Linked DNA regions of Ovis aries: region 1 is linked to region 2. The links are chromatin contacts, called in public Hi-C maps. All regions are on one chromosome and are shown on one strand. Each heading gives the region's core, a stretch centred on a gene start, on an enhancer-like site or on the middle of the called end of the contact. The rest is flanking DNA. Distances are from core to core; before and after follow the strand shown.

Region 1 (4,472 bases), core at 1,111-3,610, 43 kb before region 2:
TCCATGAGGGATACCGAGGGCCGTCCTCTCCCAGAGCTTACCAACTGGAAAAGGGGTGAGGAATTACAGCCAAACTCTCAAAGCAGTTTTAGTTGGCAGGTATGCCAGTTTAAAAAAAATTTTTTTTTTTTTTTGCCAACGCAAAAAATCAGGAAAAAGTCTGAATTTCCACTCTCTCGTAACATAATAACTGGATCATGTGCTATGCTGGGCCCACATTATTCGTGGCATCAACTGACACTGCTGAGCTTCCCTCAGCCTGCAGTGACCTGCCCAGGCATAAGCCGCTGAGTTTGCATTTCCAGCTTTTTGAGACAACCACAGAATGTTCTAGCTAGGAGGTCATCTAACCCAGTTTACTCATTCTAGAGAAAGCCAGGGCCCGTATCTGTGCAAAGGCAATAATTTATCTTTAGTGGCAGCCCAGGTGAACACAGAAGAGCAGCATCCTCTAAGAACGACCTTTATAAAGGAGCTCAGCATACACTGGGAGGGAGAAGAGGGATGGGGGAGTTTGGTCATTTCTTTGTGCTAGTAAACACCCAGAGTGTGACGTGTTCTCCAAAAAAGAAATCGGTTCTCGTGTATTTCATGGTGCTTAATACACAGCCATGTGACGCTACACACAAGGCAGGGTTTTGAAAGTTGTTTTTGCCTTATACAAAAGGTCAACTTCCACTGTCCCCTCATTTCTCAGGTCATTCACTCCTACACTGAAACACAATTTCTTCACCCAGTGAGGCTCTTTAAGAGCAGCAACAGTTCCTACAAGAGTATCTGGAGAGGAGGCAATGTACACTTGGACTTGGGTAGTGACAAACCTCAGGTTGTCCTGGTTCAAATCCTGACCCTGGAAGTACTTGCTTGCGAGGGATTCTGAGCAAATGACCTGGCTATTCTAAGGTTCAGTGTCTGGATCTAAGACATGGGAGTAAGAATGATGATTATCTGCACGGGGTCGCAGTGAAGACTCAATGAGATAACTCATGCCCAGTGAAAGCTTGGCATAGCACTTAGCTCAGTAAACAACGGCTTAGGAAAAGAAAAAAAAAAAAAAGTCCCTGGTCTGATATTACAGTTCTCTAACCCTGCATGCACTCTTACAAAGCTCCTTTTTATATCCTACTATGTTTAACATAAATCTATAATCCTCTCCAAATGCATGGTTAAGTGCGGTTAAAGTATTTTAAAAGTATGAGAAAAAGGGCTTAACCCTGAGAAGCTCAGCCTGAGGAAATACTGCTCCTTTCATACACTGGCATCTGGCAGTCGTCCACTGGCTTAATCCAGCCCCGTTTTACAGCAGGCCCTGATGAGTCCTTCACTTCTGCAGAATCTCCTTCCACTCATCTCTTGCTGGACCTCTTTTTTTCTGTGCTATGCTCCCCTCAAAGTTTCCTTTTATTCACCTCAAATTGATCGCATGTCCACCCAATAAATAATTACTAACATACCTGCTGTGTGCCAGGTGCCACTAGCAAAAGAGTGGGCAAGACTGCAGCAATAGTCAAATGGCCACACAAATACAGCAAAAGGGCAAGCGTCGCTGCAGCACTTCACGTAAGGGGCTACCCAGGGTGACCTGAGTGTGAAAACCAGCACGAAGAAGGCAGTGCGGGGCAGAGACCAGCCTCTGTAGCTGGAGTCCATGTCAACCTTTAGCAACAGAAGCCTGGGCAAGCTGCCTGATCTTTCTGGGACTAAGCAGCTTCATCTGTAAAACAGAAACAAGACCTGACTACTAAGGTGACTACCACCACCCAAGATCACGCAAAACGACGTTAGCCCAGGGCACGTGGTACGGAAGAGCCCTCAATAAATAAATGCTCCTGCCATCGCCAATATGATTCTTATTATCACAAACATACCTGAGACCTGAACTGAAAAAGAAAATGCTAGGTGGCTTAGCCCTTTAAAAGCCAAATGCTAGGATTTGCTACAAAGAGTAGCAGTTATAAGCACCTTTCGGGAGGGACATTCCCTAAAAGAGTATTCCTACCATCTTCCATTTAAAAATCAGTGGGGAATTATTAGTCAAATGATACCAGTAACTGGAATAAAACAGCAAGAGGGAGAACTGGCCGGTTTTAGCGAAGGTTCCTTTGTCAAAGCTCTTTTCTATTATCCTGACGGGACACTGATGTAATCTACTAGAGCCTGAAAGAGGAAAGCAGCCATCTCCAGTGGAAGAAAAAAAAGACCCATAAGTCTAACAGCTGGTGGTGGCAGCCTGTCAAACTGAGGAAAGTTAATGTCAAGAACAGACGCGCGGCAGTCTCTCACTGTTATTTCTGCATGATTATTCCCAGGTGTTGGTGCACACTGAGCGGTAGCCTGGCTATTTATTACTCGAGAGAGAGCCTAAGAGCATGGGAGTCGGAGAGAGAGGCGGGGAAGGAAAGGTTATTTACACAGATAGCGGCACACAGGGTGAGTAATCAGACGACCAGGGGACAAAAATAGTCTGCAGAGAGAGGTCCTGGCAGTATTTTCTCTGTTCACCTTATTTCAAGAGCTTCCTGAGTGCTGATGAGCAAGGAAGGCTCCAATGCTGGAGCGCGGCAGGCAGCAGCTTTGCACCATCGGGCACGGACTGTGGCCCCTGGTGATGGTTTCCAGGACCTGGAAACTGACAACAAGTGAGGAAAGGTCGGCTGGGCAGGGCTCACCTGACAAAGGGACAGTCAGGTTGGCGTTACTGCGGGGACGGCTAGCACTGCCAGGAAGATGGGAAGCTCACCACCAGGAAACAGGCAAGCCTCAAGGAAAGATTCCTTCCTGTACCCCGGGGCAGTTCTGAACCTTACTGGGGAACTTGCCTGGGTTTCTTCCATCTGTTGCTACAAATCTCCATGCTCATCTTGCTCTTAACCCCTCAATCCTGGGATTCTCAGGTCGCCAACAACCAGAGAGGGAATGGTGTTTTATTTTGTTCAGAGTCAATATTTTTACATTCTGTGAGCACACCAGGGCACGAATGCTTAATGCTCACGTTTTCTCCATATCCTGGTATTTGGCTGTTTTATGAGATTGCCCACAGTCACCTCTTTAATTTAAAAAGCATTAGACAGAGACGGCACTCCATGTAAGGGAAATCACAGCTCTTTAAAGGTGACCACTGGCGCAGTCCATCACTTTGCATTTTAACTATCCTTTCTGCCAGACATCGTTGCTTCATTAGTAAAGCAAGGGAAGCTTAAAAAATGGTTTCCTTAAGCACCGATCTTTTCCCCAAAATGATTCGTCAAGGGTGAATTTTCATCCTTGTCGGACAAAATTGGAACAACTGCATTTCAGTCTTCCTAATTCTGTCTTTCCTACATGTAGCGCAGGCTTTTCCTTCTAGAAACCGTGATCAGGGCAAAGTACGCATTACAGCTTGCTGCCAAACAACAGGGGCAAACTCCTTCTAAGGGCCTACTGTACACCAGGCCCCAGATGTTTTCTATATTCTCTGACAGTCATAACATCCCCATTTTATAGAAACAGAAACTGAAGACCTCAGCGAATGAGCTACTTACCCAGAGAGCTGAAATTCCACGCCAAACCTCTCTGACTTCAAAGTCTGTGGGCTTTCTTGTAAAACTAGTAACACTATCAGTCACTACTGTTTAACACTTATTACACAGGAGGGATGATACTGTGCATGCTCTCATTCAGTCTTCACCAGGTTGTAACTGAACGTACTTAACAGATGAGGAATAAGGAACTTAAGCTGAAAAGGTCACTTAGGGTCAGTGGCTGAGCCAGAATTTGAACCCACATTGATCAAACAGCAAAAGAAACTCTTCTCAATGTAAAAGAGAACACGAGGTAGAAAGAAACCTACCTCCCCAGGTAATTTCTGACCCTTTTCTGCATGTTAGAAGCCACGCATCTGATTATTTTCTCAACTCGTAGATCAGGATGGTGCATCTTGGTGTGCCCAAGCAAATACCGCAATTCCTTCAGAAACCTCAACTACAAAACCTCACAGAAACCATAGCTCAGGTATTGTTTTGCTGTTGATACTGTTTTAAATCATCTGACTCCAAAAGCAACAGCTATATACAATGACTGGGAATCACACTATTATTTTCAGTTTCTCTTTCCTAGGCATAAAGACCAGAGACCAAATAAAAAGCCACAGTTCTAGCTGCTCGCACGCTTTTAAAGGCTTAGCCGCTGAATAGGTAGGGCTCAGCCTTGGGATAGACCAGGGCTTCAGTTCCAAGGCCAGTGGGGTCAAGATGGATGCTTCCATTCCCAACCAGGACTCCAGCCCTGCTAAAGTCACAGAATGCCCCCCCAGGCTCTCTGGGACACTGCGTGGGGGTGGTAATCAAGGGAAGGTGGCTGACTGTTCAGTGTATTATTCAAGAAGCAACTCCATGTGCAGAAAGGTGACAGGCTTCTAACACGCAGAAGCACAGACAGGCCAGCCACAAGTGTAAACTATATTTTAAACAAGTGACGATTTTTAACTTCATGCT
Region 2 (3,982 bases), core at 1,044-3,543:
CTTCTCATTCCGCCTTCAGTTCCAGACTTCAGAGTCACCGTGATCAGTAAGTAATGATCCCATGTAGCAAACCTACAGGCGTCCGCTAGTAACAAGACAGAATGTGCTAACATCGGGATAAATTAGTGAAAGGGAAGAAAGAATAAGGAGAAAGGACTGAAAATCTGGGCTGGATTCCGCCTGTTAGTCGGGAAGTGGCATTTTTCCGCCCGTCCTGACAGATTTGATTTCTTGAACTAACTTAAGAGGAAAGGAGGGGGGAAAGGGGTGGGGGAGAGAGAGGGACCGAGGGGAAGGAGGAAGAGGAGGAGGAAAGGGTGGGATGAGAAGCTGAACCAGAGGAGAAAAAGAAAGGTGTGGAGGGGGAGGGGAGCAGATGATTCAGTGAGCTGATAAACCAGTTAGAACAGCATTCGCTCGGGGCGGCGGGCGGCGGGGTGGGGAAAATAACGGCGTTTAAAATTGGTTCAGTCTTCGAAACCTGAAAGGATGTGATGTTTTCCTGTTTTATGTTGTTTTAAGAAAAAGGAACCGAGTTCCTAGTATAGTCCCCGAGGGGGGGGGGAAAAATCCGCTGTCGCTCAAGCCAATCAGTCATGTGGTAATTCGATAATTAGAGTAAAAAAAAAAAATTTTTTTTAAGGCGACCTTTTTCAGGACAGTTTTTCCCATTTATAGTCGCAGCAAACGGTGCGCCTCCTTTTTATTTTTCTCTCCTCCTCCTCCCTCACCCACCACCTCCTGTGTTTAGTCAGATGGCCCCGGAGCTTGGCTTAGTATTTTTAATTAGCTGGCGTTTGGAAGCTAAAAGCAGTAATGAATTGTTGATGGATTGGAAGTGGAGAGTCGCTTTGCTGGAAATGTCGGGGCTGGGAGAGGGGGATGGGCGAGTTAGCAACAACCAACCATCTAAAAGGAGCGATTTTGTTACAGTGCAAGCCTTTCACATCACGTGAGGATCAAGGGCTCAATTGGTTGTCGTGAGAACAAAAATGGTGACAAGCGTATCAAGAAAATACTGATCTGGTCTTTAAAAAAAAACCTGAAGGTCTCTCCCCTCCCCCTGCACACACTCTTCTCCCCTCGCCTCGCCGCCTCCCCCCCACCCCACCCCCGCCCTTGCAGTGGGAGCAGCTACAAGTTATGAATGTGAAACATTTCTCGCAGATCTAGGCTCTCGGAAGTTCGGAAGGAGTGAAATGTAATGAGCACAAGAGCAAAGCAGATGTTTTAAAGAAACACCTTATAAACCTTTCCTCAACTTATCTCCAATTTGTCGGCTTTGCCAAGTGGCCAGGGATGGAGAAGACTAGTCGAGGGGATAGGGCACCTCCACACTACTTGGATTTTAGGGAACCCCCCCTCATGTCTTAAACAAAGAAAAACATTTTACTAGCTCCAAGCCAGGTCCTGTAATAAACACACCATTGTTACTATTTGTGGGTTTGTTTGGGTTGGGTGGGGCATTTTTTCCCCCTTAATGGTGTTTTCGCAGCTTGCTTTTTTAAGGAGGTGGAAAATGGTAATTATAACCATTACATGTAGTGGGTGACTATTCCCTTGTTTAATATTAAATTATTGGGCACTGGATGTGACAAGAGACAGAAATCGGCTTATTCTGCCCTTGCTCCCATTTTCCTGGCTCGGTTTTGAGGAGGGTCCTGCCCTGCTAGGACAGGAGAGGGAGAGGTGAGGTGCGCTAGAGAATGGACACTGCAGATCAGGATTTGTAACTGTGTCACTTTATTCTCCTTGGGTGAGAGCCCCAAAGGTAATTTACTCTTAAGTTACCCCGAGTGCCCAGTCAAGCTTAATTTGTGTGAAGAAGTTACAAATGCTTCACCCTCCACTGAATAAAAATTCACCCTTCTTGGGTTGTTGTTCTCAATGCAAAAGCCAAACCCTGTAACTAGTTCCTCATTTCAATGCATAAAACTCGCACATTCCCCTGCATGAAGTCCCCGCTAAGTGCTATAGAGAGACACACCACGCAACCGTACTTACGGTCTGTATTGGATCGAGTTGACCTTTTCCTTCTAACTGCATTGAATGTGTTTGGTTGCAGCCGCTTTATTTTGGAAATTATAATCTCTTCAACAAATTTATTATTAAAGAAGATGGACCATCAAATGTCACAGACTGTCCTGTGTATTTTTTTTATAAAAGCAAAAATTAAAAGAAAAAAAAAGGAAAAGAAAAATCCCCCTGGTGCACACACACAAGCTTGTTCTGCAACACTGAAATCAGGACTGAAACACACACACACAGGGGGAGTGGAGCAAAAGGAGCTCTCAGCCTCTATACCTGAAAGGGACTTTTCTTTGTTCCCATTGCCCTTTCTCATCGGGCCAATCAGAGAGCAGCTTTTATGAAACTAGGCTCTCTCATTGGTTAGCTGCTTTCTCTTGGCTACTGTAGGGGGTTGAGATATACACACGTATAAAACACACACAGAGAACGGGTGGGGGTGCGGTGGGGGGTGGTTGTGGAGACAAAGCGTTTTATTTTCCAACCAGATTGGGGTTGAGAAACCTCCTGCAGTAAGATGAAGAAGAAAAAAAAAATGGTACGCCCGTTTCAATTACTACATCATTCACATAAAACACTTATTTATTAAATCTCAAACAGGCTGCGAGGAGAGGATGTCGGTAAATACAAGTTTGATTGTGTTATCTTGGGGGAAATAATGTATGTGATCGCTCGGTGGCACAGGGAAGCCAAATGAGCCACTAGCGCCTAGCGAGGAGAAAAGGGAGGCTGGCTGTGTGGAAATGACTGCGAGCGTTTTGCTGGCTTTCCTTCCGTGTTGCGAGGACTCGGCAGCGCGAACTCCCAAGACTGATTTTCTGTATTGCAGCTTCTGGCTTTCAACCCTCCCCCACCACTTTGCCCTTCTTCCAATTTTTTTTTTTTTTTTCTTTCCCTGTGTCTCTCATTTTACTCGCTGATTAAATAAGAAAAATCGATCTGGAGGTGAAGACACAGTGGTGGGGAAACAAGTAACCCTTTTGTTCCCAGGCTTCTGGTCCACAAGCAATGAAGTGTGAACACTAGCAACCATTTAACCACCACTACGTGAATGGTTCTTCCCTGGAATAGTAACAAAGCTTTCCCACCTGGTCCTAGGCAGCTCCAAAAAAATTAAAAATAAATAAGGTCCCAGCCAACCATATTAACACCTCGGGCCAGCCTCATTTTTTTAAAAATCGATTTGTGGGAGATAAATATACTAGGAAGATTAACCCCTTTAAACAGTCCCTGTGCCATTTTTGAGCCGAGGGATTGTCAAAGTTCCCCTTACTCCAAATATTTAACCCCCTCTTGGGGAGAGCCAGTGTCAAAGTCCTCAGAAGGCAACACCATGCGATTCACTGAGAATACGAAAATATTTTAGAATGTATTGTAGGACAAATGCCAACAACCAAGTTAATGGAACTCTGCGGTCACAGGACAAAAGAGGTTAATATGAAATAACAAGTTCAGTATTGTATATAACGCTGAATATACTTAAGCGAATGTATTTATATATATCAAGCTTTTAAAGCACTTTTAGTTTTAATTTTTCATTGTTATTTTCTGTCACTTTTAGGAGCTGTAATATGGAAATTTTAAAGTCAAGGGTGACTTTTCAAATTTAATTGAAAGCGTCATGATCCTAAGTTTTAAAGATCCAGCACTACTAGGATTGTAATTTCTGCATGACAGTTAAAATTTAAGAATGTGTCTTAACTGAGTCAAACTGGACATATAATGTGAATTAGAGCTAGCAGAAGATTGCTTATGATGTAAATATTCAGTGATGACCTTGTGGATCAATAAAAATATGTCACATGTTTTAGGTAACGTCTGTGACTCGTGTTTGAACTTTCAATATCTTTAGTTCTTTTTTTTATTGCCAATTAGTCGTTTCACTACCCAAGATGAACTTTATTCAAAGCTGCAAATAGTAATAAACAGCAGTTTCCATCCCTTGCTGAGGTAC

Evidence for each region. A called contact is a pair of places that touch in the nucleus more often than the background predicts.
Region 1: a Hi-C map of liver shows a contact between it and region 2, with 3 times the contacts expected there. The contact joins the enhancer-like site here to the promoter of ZNF608 in region 2. A contact is called at or near these places in 3 of 16 Hi-C or Micro-C datasets (hypothalamus and liver).

Annotation. Positions count from the first base shown.
Region 1 is chr5:26,751,774-26,756,245 of ARS-UI_Ramb_v3.0, reverse strand. The region is part of intron 1 of ZNF608 (zinc finger protein 608); the gene reads right to left. Among named protein-coding and RNA genes, the nearest start is that of ZNF608, 43 kb to the right of the region's middle. Within about 2 kb of position 2,360, at least 7 of the 54 cell types and tissues checked have an H3K27ac peak or open chromatin away from gene starts, as enhancers often do. A contact at or near this core is called in liver, where this site is marked.
Region 2 is chr5:26,709,316-26,713,297 of ARS-UI_Ramb_v3.0, reverse strand. It overlaps ZNF608 (zinc finger protein 608), which reads right to left and starts at 2,293. Exons shown (of 9, transcript XM_027969981.3): 1 at 2,005-2,293. The coding sequence starts at 2,046.